2 separate regions of the Sus scrofa genome follow, and region 2 is linked to region 1. Evidence: chromatin contacts called from public Hi-C data. All regions are on one chromosome and are shown on one strand. Each heading gives the region's core, a stretch centred on a gene start, on an enhancer-like site or on the middle of the called end of the contact. The rest is flanking DNA. Distances are from core to core; before and after follow the strand shown.

Region 1 (6,458 bases), core at 2,282-4,781:
ACCCATGGCATATGGAGGTTCCCAGGCTAGGAGTCTAATCAGGGCTGTAGCCACCAGACCACGTCACAGCCACAGCCATGCCAGATCCTTAACCCACTGAGCAAGGCCCAGAATTGAACCTGCGTCCTCATGGATACTAGTCAGATTCATTTCCACTGAGCCATGATGGGAACTCCTATTTTTATTATCATTATTTTTTTAATGGCTGCACCCACAGCATATGGAAGTTCCTGGGCCAGGGACTGAATCTGCAGCTGTGATCTATGCTGCAGCTGTAGCAGCACTGGATCCCTAACACACTGCACAGGGCTGGGGAATCCACCCCACGCCTCCCCAGCAACCCAAGCTGCTGCAATTGAATTCTTAATCCACTGTGCCATAGTGGGCACTCCCTTAGTTGAGTCTTAAGAGAAATTTCTCCTGGGGCCCCAGGAAGGGACAGACAGCATGATGCAGTAGGGGTTGGGATCGGGTGGGGTAGGAAGAAGGGATGTCTTCAACCACAGCCCTAGAGTGGCCACACTGTGATCACTGTGAGGTTTCTTTGGCGGCCAGATAAATTTATTTATTTATTTAGTCTTTTTGCTATTTCTTTGGGCCGCTCCCTCGGCATATGGAGGTTCCCAGGCTAGGGGTCCAATCGGAGCTGTATCCCCTGGCCTACGCCAGAGCCACAGCAACGCGGGATCCGAAGCCGCATCTGCAACCTACACCACAGCTCACGGCAACACCGGATCGTTAACCCACTGAGCAAGGGCAGGGATTGAACCCGCAACCTCATGGTTCCTAGTCGGATTCGTTAATCACTGCGCCACGACGGGAACTCCCATGGCCAGATGAATTTAGTCCTTGTTGAGCACTGTGGATAAACCGAAGTTTGAAAAGCAACTCTCTCCTGTCTCACAAGTTTTGGTTGAGTTCCTGATGCCTCCTGTGGTCCCGCACCACACAGAATGTGTTGTTCCATCTTCACTCAACATTCCCAGGGGAGTTTCAGATCTTACCTCCACTCTAAGTCTCGTTCTCTTTTTTCCTAATTCATATTAAACATGTAACAAATGACATAAAAATTACTCCCTTGGGTATTCCCTGGTGGCCTAATGGTTCGGACTCTGTGCTTTCACTGCTGTGGCCCTGGTTCAGTCTTTGGCCTGGGAACTGAGATTCCATGTGAAGCTGCTCGACAAAAAAAAAAAATCCTCCCTCCAGCACCACTGTTTGTATTACTCTGTGGAATCACTGCTTTCTCCCCAGCTGTGCTGCTTTTTCTTTGATGTGGATCTCTGTGGGTTAAAGTCATTACACTCTCTAGGAGTTGAAAATTATCTTTTGTCAAAGGAAAGGAAATGCTAACTGATTAACTACAGCAATTCAGTCTTTCTATGGAAGTTAGTATAACTAGCTCTAGAAAGTGAATTAATTAATTAATTAATTTGGTCTTTTGTCTTTTTAGGGTTGCACCTGCGGCAGATGGAGGTTCCCAGGCTAGAGGTCTAATCAGAGCTACAGCTGCCGGCCTACGCCACAGCCACAGCAACGATGGATCCAACCTGTGTCTGTGAGCTATACCACAGCTCACGGCAACGCTGGATCCTTAACCCATGGTTCCTAGTCAGATTCCATTCACTACTCCATGATGGGAACCCCAGAAAGTAAATTTAAAATTTTCCAGTAACCAGTAATTTGACCTGATTTTGTGGGCTTTTGTTAGGGTGACTTTATATTTATGAAGGGGAAAAACTTACTTTAGCAGTTAGAACAGGATTGGGGGGCATGCTATATGGTTTTGACTTTTCTAAGTTTATACATGCATTTATGCATCTAAGAAATATTTATTGAGAGGCTACTATGCGCTGGGACTTGCAGATACCAAGACTGTGTCCCTTGTCTGGTGGAGCTGTCAACTGGAGAAAAAAGCACAACCTAAAAGCTGAAAGTTATGTTTCATTCAGGGCATTTATTGAGGAATATAGCCTGGAAGGCAGTCTCTCCCTTACTTAAATTTCCTGGCCTGGGAACTTCTATCTGTCATACATTCAGCAGTGAAAAAAAGGCAAAAAAAAAAATAAAAAAATAAAAAAGATTACTGCTAATCACAAAAAACACACCACAAGTTAATGATTTTAGCGCTTATATATGTATGGGGAGATTCGAGTCTGAGCTTATCAAAATTATTTCTTTGATATGCATCTTAACTAGGGCTAGTATCCTGTTTTTCTCCATTCTGAATTCCCCTGAGGGTGAACTGTTGGGGGTGGCTGCAGACTTTCTTCCGTCCAGACAACACAGTTTAGTGGGGAAAACTGGCAATAAACACCCATGAGATAATTTCAGTGATAGGTGCTATGAAGAAAATAAAACAGGGCTATGGTGGGATGGGATGGTAGGTCTACTTTTGCTAGGAGTCAGGAAGTACCTTTCAGAGCCAGGGACTTTTGACCTAGGAGCTTTTTTTTCTTTTTAGAGCCAGACAGACTGCATATGGAAGTTACCAGGCTAGGAGTCGAATTGGAGCTACAGCTGCCCGGCCTTCGCCACAGCCACAGGGGATCCGAGCTGCGGCTGCAACCTACACCACAGCTCAGGGTAACGCAGAATCGCTGACCCACCGAGCAAGGCCAGGGATTGGACCCACATCCTCATGGATACTAGTCGGGTTCGTTTCTTCTGGGTCACGTCGGGAACTCCCAATAGGAGCTAATTTTGAGAAGGTCTGGGGGAAGAGGTGTTCGAGGCCGAGGGAGGAGAGGGGTCAGTAAGTTCAAGTGCACGGACCTGGAAAGCGAAAGAAGGCAGGTGCGGAGGTGGGGCGGGAGGAGAACAGAGCTTGGGGAAGGCAGAGGTTAGACACCCGTGGGTAAGAAGTTTGGATTTTATTTAGAACACAGTGAGAAGTGCCGGAAAAATTTACGTAGGCTCACATTAGATTTTCGTCTTGTCAGAGATCACTGCAGCTGCTGTGCGCAAGATCGTAAAAGGCAAGAGCAGCCCGCAGGATTACAGTGCCGCGCATCAGACTCTGCTTTCAGGTCCTCACAAAGGCCAGGAACCCAGAGAGAAGCCAGAAAGGCAGGAACCAGCCGCAAACACCACTTGAAATTGTAACTCCGTTGATAGGCAGATCTTTGGAGACAAAGATTCTCGGAGCTTGTCGGGAGCTTGGGGATGGGAAAGGGACTGACTGCAGCTGAACAAGAGGAATACTTCTGGGGTTGATGGAAATGTTCTAAAAGTGATTGTGACGATGGCTGCACAGCTGTAACTTTACTAAAAATTACAAAATTGTATGCTCTAGTTGGGTGAACTTCATGGCATTTAAACTCAGTAAAACTCCTTTTTAAAAGCGCCCAACCGCAGAGCGACCGGCTGTTTTCCGCCTGGGTCTGGCAGGGTTCGGGTAGCCTCCCCAGTGCCACTGGGGTTTGCGCCGGTTGGCCCCGCAGCCGCAGCCGTGAGCAGCAACTCCGGGCGCCATTGGTCGGCCGGCAAGGTGGGGGAGGTGGGTGGGGGGAGGAACCGGAACCGGCTGCAGTCGGGGGGCGGGGCTTCGCGGGTGGCGGTGGCGGCGACTGGAGCGGCGGCCGCGGTGGCAGGTTCTGGGGCAGCTGCTGCAGTCCGTAGCCCCATGGTGCGGGGCCGCGGCCAGGCCTCAGGAGGAGCCCGAGCCCCAGACCGTACCGGCTTGACCGTGCGGGCCCGCGCAGCCCGGAGTGCCCGCTGCCCGTCGGGCCCCGCGGGGGCGCAGCCCGGCTGGCCATGGGGTCCCTGTTCCGAAGCGAGACCATGTGCCTGGCGCAGCTCTTCCTGCAGTCCGGCACGGCCTACGAGTGCCTCAGCGCCTTGGGCGAGAAGGGCCTGGTCCAGTTCCGAGACGTGAGTGTCGCCCGGGAGACGCGGGACCGCGAAGCTACCGCATCGCGCCTTTCGCTCGGGCCTTCTTTCCGGGGATGCCTGGGCAGGGACGCCCCGTCCTCCCCATTTCCCAGGCGGGGAAGCTGAGGTCCACTATCCGGCCTGAGCTTCCGCAGAGCGGGGCTGGAGCCCAGGGTCGCCGGATGTCTGGTCCGCAGCCGCTCTGGCGGGGTTAGTTAGGAACGCTCCTCGTTGTTTTCATCAGCTCGGGTCGGACCATCTGATGCTTCGGAGCGCCGACTCTGTGCCAGGCACTGGGCTAACCAGGAGAACAAATCTGTTGAGGCCTTTCAGAGCCCTTCTAGAACTTACAGAGGTGGCAGAGGAAAAATATTGAGCAAAAGAATACGTAAAAAGGAATATGTTTGCTACACAGAAAGTAAACCGAGGTGGTGAGATGGTGATTCCGGTGGGGGTGATCAGGGAGGCCTCTTGAAGGAGGTGTCCTTGGGCTGAGACCTGAATGGGAAGGAGCCCGCCCTGGGAAAATTTGGGGGAACAAGGTCCCAGGTGGAGGGAACAGGAAGAGTTGGAGCCTGAATTGGGAATGAACTTGGTGTAGGCTCCTGAGGGTAAGATTTTTGAGGGTGAGTGTTTTTGTTCACTGATGATGTACATACCGCTGCCTAGTAAGGAACAGGAGTGCAGTCAGAATGGGAACTCTCCCTAGCAAGTAGTAATAAACACTTTTGTTTATGTATCTGTTTACTTGTTTATTGTTTGTCTCCACCATGAAAACTCTCACACCTCCCCCCCCATTTAAGGACCTTGCCTGAGCTTTTTCATTCCTGATTCCTCAGTACTCAGTACAGTCCCTGGCTTTGTGGGCATTAATAAGCATTTGTTGAGTGAATGAACAAGCTTTTATTGAGTGCTTGCTTGGTCCGATTCGGAGTTTGGTGCTGAGGACTCAGGGGTGAGCAGGGTGGACAAGGTCCCTGTGTTTTTATTGTTGACAGTTAAGGAGGAGACAGAATCACATTCTGATTATGAACTGTGATAAGTGCCATGGAAGGAAAAGAACAGTGCGAAAGGGGGATTATGAAGCAGGACCTAACGCTGGCTAATTGAACTGAAAGTCACTTGAGTGAACATTTTATTTCCTGGGACCCAACTTTCAAATCCTGTAATTTCCCTTCATCTTTCTGAGGGCTCCTTGGTTTCAAGATGGAACAGCCGTGCCTGAGATCTGATATCATTGATCCTTGGGTTGGCCTCACAAGGCAATTGCAAGGTCAGAGAGAAATGTCTGAGTGACAGGTGAGCTCTTCCTGGTTCCTGGAGCCATTTGGGCTTCAGCACGTGGTGCCCACTTTCCTGGCAGGTGCTATGCTGAGCTGTGAGTAGCACCTTCTGAAAGATTCAGGAAACAGTTATGAGAGAAGCAGCCTCCTTTCTTTTTTTTTTTTTCTTTTGACCATGCCCACGGCTTGTGGAAGTTCCCAGGCCAAGGGCTGAACCCATGCCACAGCAGTGACAACGCTGTATCCTTAACTTGCTGCACCACCAAGGAACTCCCCAGGCTCCCTTCTTTATAACAGGGAAATTTCTTCCATCCTGTTAGTACTCAGGCCAAGAGACTTAATTCATGCTTAAATCTTAGAGGTTTGAACAAATGCTCTAATTACTGCAAAGATTCAGGTTTCATTGAGTGCCATTGCTTAGGTAGTAGAGGATATTTGGGATCCTTTTAAATTGAAAATCAGTGAGAGAAAAAGAAAGTGCAGTTCATCTTTTTCCAGAAGAAAAAACTGAAATGTTAAAATGAGCTCTTCTTTGTGTGGTGTTATGTCTCAGAGCTCAGATATGTGTGTGGAGTGACCGTCAGGCAGCACAGGTGCTAGTGCAGAAAGCTCCATCACACCTGACTCTTTTTCTGCTCTCTTCTGAAGTGTCTTCCTGACTTTGTGCTCACCAGGTGGGACTGCTGACATTGGTGTTTCCTGGTTGGCACAGGCTGAACAGTTTCCCCCTTCCCTTTTAGTAAAACTTCCAAGGGAGGGGAGGCAAGGGTTTCTGTAGTGACAGCCAAAGAGGAGACCTGGGAAAGAAAGATTATTCAACTAACCAGTAGGACCCAATGACGGGGAAAGTACATCTCACTTTGTTAAGGGCCTAGAGTCTAAGAACTGTGTTCACTTTTTGTTATTAGATGCTGGCGTGGGATGATAACTTGTGTGGACACTGGTTAAAAATGGCACCCAGCATCCTCTGCCAGTTTTCCTAGATTAAATGTTAGTCTTCAGCTGAATCTTCATTAAAATGTACTTCAAAGCATTAACCTGGAATTGGGGTGATGTTGCCTCCCTCAAAGAAAGCAGAAGCAGGAGTTCCCACTGTGGCACAATGGGATTGGTGGCATCTCTGCAGTGCCAGGACGAAGGTTTGATCCCTGGGCCTGGCACAGTGGGTTAAAAGATATGGCATAGGTCGCAGCTATGGCTTGGATCTGACCCTGGCCCTGGAACTCCATATGCTGTCAGGTGAAGGGGTGGGGACAAAAAAAGACAAAGAAAACAGAAGCAAAACTGTATAGAAACCATGCA
Region 2 (6,458 bases), core at 2,912-5,411, 35 kb before region 1:
ACAAATTTATCCGAATGTTAGTTTGTCAGTGAATAACTCTAAAATCTGATTTAATATGAGTAAGGAGAGTGAGCACAGCGGTCTGATAGCAACTTTCTTTAAAAGCAATTGTGGGAAGAGCTTATTTGTGAAAGCCAATGTCTGGGTTCTGAGGGGGAATTTCTTGGGGAGAATGGCTTCTTTGCAGTTACATGTTACCCCCCACATAGAATTCATCCTTTTTTTTTGATGGGGGTGAGGGGAAGCATTGATATTAGAGAACTGTTCTCTAGAAGCTTTGGATTTAATACTGAAAAACTTAAGTTCAAAAGAAAAATTATTTGTAATTTCAGTGATAAAAAAACATATTTTTCGGAGTTCCTGTCATGGCTCAGTGGTTAACGAATCTGACTAGGAACCATGAGGTTTCGGGTTTGATCCCTAGCCTCGCTCAGTGGGTTAAGGATCTGGCGTTGCTGAGAGCTGTGGTGTAGATTGCAGACGTGACTCTGATCTCACGTTGCTGTGGCTGTGGTGTAGGCCAGCAGCAACAGCTCCGATTGGATCCCTAGCCTGGGATCCTCCATATGCCACGGGTGCAGCCCTAGAAAAAAAAGACAAAAAAAACAAAACCCAAAAAACATATTTTTCTATGTAAGCTTGAAGTTACTAAAACTCCCTTTAAATTCCATCATAATGTAGGAAGGGTTTTCATGAATGAGCTGGTTTGATTTTTTTTTTTTTTAAATATATTGAGATAAACCCATTTGTGTATACAACCTTGTATACAGATAAGATTTTACTTTTCTCTTGATACCCTTTCAGAAACTGAGTCTCATTGAAGCAATTGATGTTTGGTTAGATTATTTCAGGTAAAGTTTGTATTCTGGATTTATGATTTTGTTAACAAATACACACAAGATTTTGGTGATCACTTTTCAAATATTTATTAACCCTGAGTTTGAGAATCTGTCTCTTTAAAATAACTTAGGAGTTCCCTGGTGGCTCAGCAGATTAAGGATCTGGCGTCGTCACCGCTGTGGCTCAGGTTATTGCTTCGGTGAGGGTTCGATTCCTGGCCCGGGAACTTCCGAGTGCCATGGGCACGGCCGAAACAAAAATAAAACCCTTAGGAGTTCCCGTCGTGGCGCAGTGGTTAACGAATCTGACTAGGAACCATGAGGTTGCGGGTTCGGTCCCTGCCCTTGCTCGGTGGGTTAACGATCCGGTGTTGCCGTGAGCTGTGGTGTAGGTTGCAGACGCGGCTCGGATCCCGAGTTGCTGTGGCTCTGGCGTAGGCCGGTAGCTACAGCTCCGATTCAACCCCTAGCCTGGGAATCTCCATATGCCTCGGGAGCGGCCCAAGAAATAGCAACAACAACAACAACAACAACAACAAAAAGACAAAAGACAAAAAAATAACATAAAATAAAACCCTTAGCCTAAGTGTAATGGAGATCATTATTTTAAGTCTAAAAAATAAAGCAGCATATATCTAAAATATGAATAACCTCAAACAAGCTGATAAGGTTTTTAAAATTTGTTTTATCATTTGAAATGTTTTATGTACTTGCTTAATTCTTGTTTAAATTTTATGTTTAACTTGTGTTTATGGTTGGTATAAATTTTTATAATAAATTAATTTACATTTTCATATTTGCTTACATTATTTTCTCTTACTCATTTTTTATTTCATGCTCATTCAGTTCATCTTCAAGTGTGTACTTTTTAACTGGGTTTGGTCATATGTCTTGCCAAAACTACACAAAAATATTGTTATAAGTATTATACAATTATAGATTAGTATGAAGTTTTTAATATACAATTTCTAAGTATGAAAGATTTAGAATAAAGATTTAAATGTTTGCTTGTAATTTTATGTTGCGAGCAATATTAACAAAACTTCAATTATTTGGTATTTTCATTGGATAGAGCAGGCCAATTTTAAGGTGTATTTATACTTTGGTGTCAGAAAAATGGGATACTTTTTTAATCTTGTAATAGTTTTAAAGCCATGAAATTCTCTTACAGGGTAAATAATGAAATAGTTGTTAACTATCTAGCCTGCTATTCTAAAGGCAGTCGCTTAGGCTTTATCTGCAAAAGGATTAATGCTCTGTTTTAAAAAAAAAAATTGATTATTTTGTTTATTTCAAATAATCCAAACATGATTTGTAAAAGTATCAGTAGTTCCTCAAAGAGAGCATGAGATTTCCAGATCCTACTTCTTGCTGTGGCACAGTGGGTTAAGAATCCCACTGCAGGAGTTCCCGTCTTGGCTCAGTGGTTAATGAATCTGAAGTTGCAGGTTTGATCCCTGGCCTCGCTCGGTTGGTTAAGAATCTGGCATTGCCCTGAGCTGTGGCGTAGGCCGGCAGCAACAGTTCCGAGTCTACCTCTACCCTGGGAACCTCCATGTGCCACAGGTGTGGCCCTAAAAAGACAAAAAAAAAAAAAAAAAAAAAAAAAAATCCCATTGCAAAGGCTTGAGTGACTTCTGAGAAACCGGTTCTATCCCCTGCCTGGTGCAGTGGGTTAAAGGATCTGGTAGCGGCCTCAGACGCCATCCCTAGCACAGGAACCTTACATGGATGTAGCCATAAAAATAAGTAAATAAATAGATAAATAGTAAGTTTCCATTGTGGCTCAGCGGTAACCAGCTCTACTGACGGGGGATCAATGGGTTAAGGATCCCTCTTGCTGAGAGCTGTGGTGTAGGTGGCAGAGGCAGCTGGATCCCAGGTTGCTGGGGCGTAGGCCGGTAGCTGCAGCTCTGATTGGACCCCTAGCTGGGGCACTTCCATGTGCCATGGATGTGGCCCTAAAAAGACCAAAAATAAATCAGTAAATAGAAACAATTCTATAATTATAGAATTATAGCACTGCAGGCCAGCTTTTTGTTCCTCCACCTAAAAACTCCATAAAAATCAAGCTTATTATGCAAAGCAATGAAACTAGAACACACCCTCACACCATGCACAAAAATAAACTCCAAATGGCTGAAAGGCTTACATATACGACAGGACACCATCAAACTCCTAGAAGAAAACATAGGCAAAACACTCTCTGACATCAACATCATGAATATTTTCTCAGGTCAGTCTCCCAAAGCAATAGAAATTAGAGCAAAAATAAACCCATGGGACCTCATCAAACTGAAAAGCTTTTGCACAGCAAAGGAAACCAAAAAGAAAACAAAAAGACAACTTACAGAATGGGAGAAAATAGTTTCAAATGATGCAACTGACAAGGGCTTAATCTCTAGAATATATAAGCAACTTATACAACTCAACAGCAAAAAAAAACAATCAATCAATGGAAAAATGGGCAAAAGACCTGAAGAGACATTTCTCCAAAGAAGATATACAGATGGCCAACAAACACATGAAAAAATGCTCAACATCGCTGATTATAAGAGAAATGCAAATCAAAACTACCATGAGATACCACCTCACACCAGTCAGAATGGCCATCATTAATAAATCCACAAATAACAAGTGCTGGAGGGACTGTGGAGAAAAGGGAACCCTCCTGCACTGCTGGTGGGAATGTAAACTGGTACAGCCACTATGGAGAACAGTTTGGAGATAACTTAGAAATCTATACATAGAACTTCCATATGACCCTGCAATCCCACTCTTGGGCATCTATCCGGACAAAACTCTACTTAAAAGAGACACATGCACCCGCATGTTCATTGCAGCACTATTCACAATAGCCAAGACATGGAAACAACCCAAATGTCCATCGACAGAGGATTGGATTCGGAAGATGTGGTATATATACACAATGGAATACTACTCAGCCATAAAAAAGGATGACATAATGCCATTTGCAGCAACATGGATGGAACTAGAGAATCTCATCCTGAGTGAAATGAGCCAGAAAGACAAAGACAAATACCATATGATATCACTTATAACTGGAATCTAATATCCAGCACAAATGAACATCTCAGAAAAGAAAATCATGGACTTGGAGAAGAGACTTGTGGTTGCCTGATGGGAGGGGGAGGGAGTGGGAGGGATCGGGAGCTTGGGCTTATCAGACACAACTTAGAATAGATTTACAAGGAGATTCTGCTGAATAGCATTGAGAACTATGTCTAGATACTCATGTCGCAACAGAAGAAAGGGTGGGGGAAAAACTGTAATTGTAATGTATACAAGTAAGGATAACCTGACCCCCTTGCTGTACAGTGGGAAAATAAAAAAAAAATTTTTAAAAATCAAGCTTATTAAGGTTCTTGTTTAGCATCCAATACCTGTAGGGTAGCTCTTGCAGTATTACTGAATTAGCTCTGGGTGGGGGAATTCCCGGTTTCAAATTGGAGGCGCACGGCTACGGTTCTGTGATCCTTTCCGTGGATCCTTTACGTCCTCAAGCCGGGAGGACGTAAGGCCTGTGGGTGGGCCCGGGACGCTGCGGCCGGATTTGGGGGCGGGCTTTCCCTACGGCTATTCCAATCACGAAGCTCCGCTCCGTCAGGCCGGAGGCCAATTGGTGGTTGCCATAGCTCCGGGCGCGCTTGACAAGATGGTGGTAGCGAGGCAGTCAGGGCGGAGTTATGGCGTTCCAGAGTTTCCAGGCTTCTAAGGCCGGCGCGGTCCTGTGTTGCCGGCCACGGGAGATCCCAGGCATGCGCTTGCCGCCGCCAGTCTCTCTGCTCTTGGGGTTTCTCCTTCTGCAGGGAGTCTTCAGTCCGCTCTGGGGGGACCTGGGTGCGTAAGGCTGCGTAGGGGGCCAGCGGGACTGGGGCTGAGGGTGAGGACGAGGGTTTTGAGGCCTGATTTGGGTCTCCTCCCGGAGCTCTGGAAAACACTGCCTAAGAAAGTCACCACTCAGCGTAGGCAGCGACTCTGCAACTATTAACTCTTCCCTGTCCCTTTCGACTCTGCAACTATTAACTCTTCCCTGTCCCTTTCTCTCCACCTAGTTTTCATCCCTCCTGTCATCCGCATGTCTGGCCCTGCGGTCAGCGCGTCCCTGGTCGGAGGCACCGAGGATGTGACCGTGTCACTGACTCTGCTGCAGGACGAGATGGGTAAAGAGTCCGGCCCTTCCTGTAGGGAGGGAGGAGATTGGGACCAGGGCCAGGCCGCCCAAGAAGCTTAGTCCTCAGGGTTCCTGGCCTCTCTGACCGCTGAAAAGTTGGGATGAGCGGCTGCTGTGGACCAGAGGACCAAAAGACAGATTCAGTAAACGAAAACTTGAAATCATACTAGTTAGCATTCATTGTGCTATCTCCAGGTCTTAAATGCATTACTTCATTTTTCTCATATGAACAGTAGTATCTTTTAATCCCATTTAACACGTGAAGAAACTGAAGTTCAGAGAGTTTGTTGCTTGTCCAAAGCCACACAGCTTCCATCCTAGAAGCCTGATTCAGGAGTGCACCCCCTTAGTTGCCGGACAATACTGCCTTGCTTTCTAATCTTCTCTCCCGTAGGATTATTCCCAGTTCCCGATTGTCGAATGCTAAGCAATGAGACTGGAAACTGGAGTTTGACTGTCACCCCCAGTATGGTAAGACCAGAGGTAAAAGCCTTTTCAGTAGCATCTGCAGAGGCCCATAATTAGAGTTCCTGCATGGCTTTCTTGGTTGGACAAGATGGATCTTTCTCAGTGCTTGGAACTACCATGAAACTGTGGGCTATCAGATCACCTAGACACCTATCCAGCCCAGAGGTTCTTAGGAGTTTTTGAGTTAGTTTCAAAAAGTCTGTGAGGAGTTCCTGCTGTGATGCAGGGGGATTGGCAGTGTCTCTGAAGCACAGGAATGCAGGGTCCATCCTTGACCCAGCACAGTGGATTAAGGATCTGCCGCAGCTTGGATCTGATACCTGACTTGGAAATCCATATGCTTCTGGGGTGACACACACACACACACACACACACACACAAAAGAGGAAGTCTGTGAACACTCTGAAATTGTGTTTAAAATTGTGTGTGTGTGCACACTTGCATGCACATTTTTTTCTGATAAGGGTTGCCAGCTTCCATGAGATTATCAAATGGATCTGTGACCCAAAAGAGCTTCATACACCATTGATCTCACCTAAATCTGAGCTTATGTGTAAGGACACTTGAGCCTAGAGATATCAAATATTTTACATTTAATGAATGTTTTATTCAGTGCCCAGTGTGTGTAAAGTATCAACTTCAGGGATAAAGGCTGAGAAAGGCAGACTTTGCACCCCAGGAACCAGGTCTGTTTTCACGGACATTTTTTGTATTACATCTTCTGCTGGTAGCGTCTAGTACCTTTATAGGTGCTAGACAAACTGAGTTAACTTATCACACTTGTGTTCAGCTTTCTCTGAATACCTGAAAATTGCTTACTTTTATGTTAAGTTGAGGATTAGGAATCAGGGCTTGATATTGCCATAGGTTTACGTGGTAGAATTGAACAGAATGACGTCATCCTTGTGTACAGTTTTCCTTTTGTAAAATGAACCGAGGCTGATCGCAGTTTCCAT

What was found. Hi-C and Micro-C count contacts between places; a contact is called where the count stands out from the background.
Region 2: a contact with region 1 is called in a Hi-C map of skeletal muscle, with 5 times the contacts expected there. The contact joins the promoter of TCTN2 here to the promoter of ATP6V0A2 in region 1. A contact is called at or near these places in 6 of 47 Hi-C or Micro-C datasets (embryonic fibroblasts, fibroblasts, heart right ventricle and 2 more) and 2 of 2 datasets of contacts at active chromatin or transcription factors (alveolar macrophages and skeletal muscle).

What each region holds. Positions count from the first base shown.
Region 1 is chr14:29,294,768-29,301,225 of Sscrofa11.1, reverse strand. ATP6V0A2 (V-type proton ATPase 116 kDa subunit a) reads left to right here and starts at 3,531. Exons shown (of 19, transcript XM_021072229.1): 1 at 3,531-3,873. The coding sequence starts at 3,757.
Region 2 is chr14:29,330,766-29,337,223 of Sscrofa11.1, reverse strand. TCTN2 (tectonic-2) reads left to right here and starts at 4,161. Exons shown (of 18, transcript XM_021072256.1): 1 at 4,161-4,700; 2 at 4,916-5,023; 3 at 5,429-5,517. The coding sequence starts at 4,547. GTF2H3 (general transcription factor IIH subunit 3) reads left to right here. Exons shown (of 13, transcript XM_021072258.1): 13 at 1-1,509.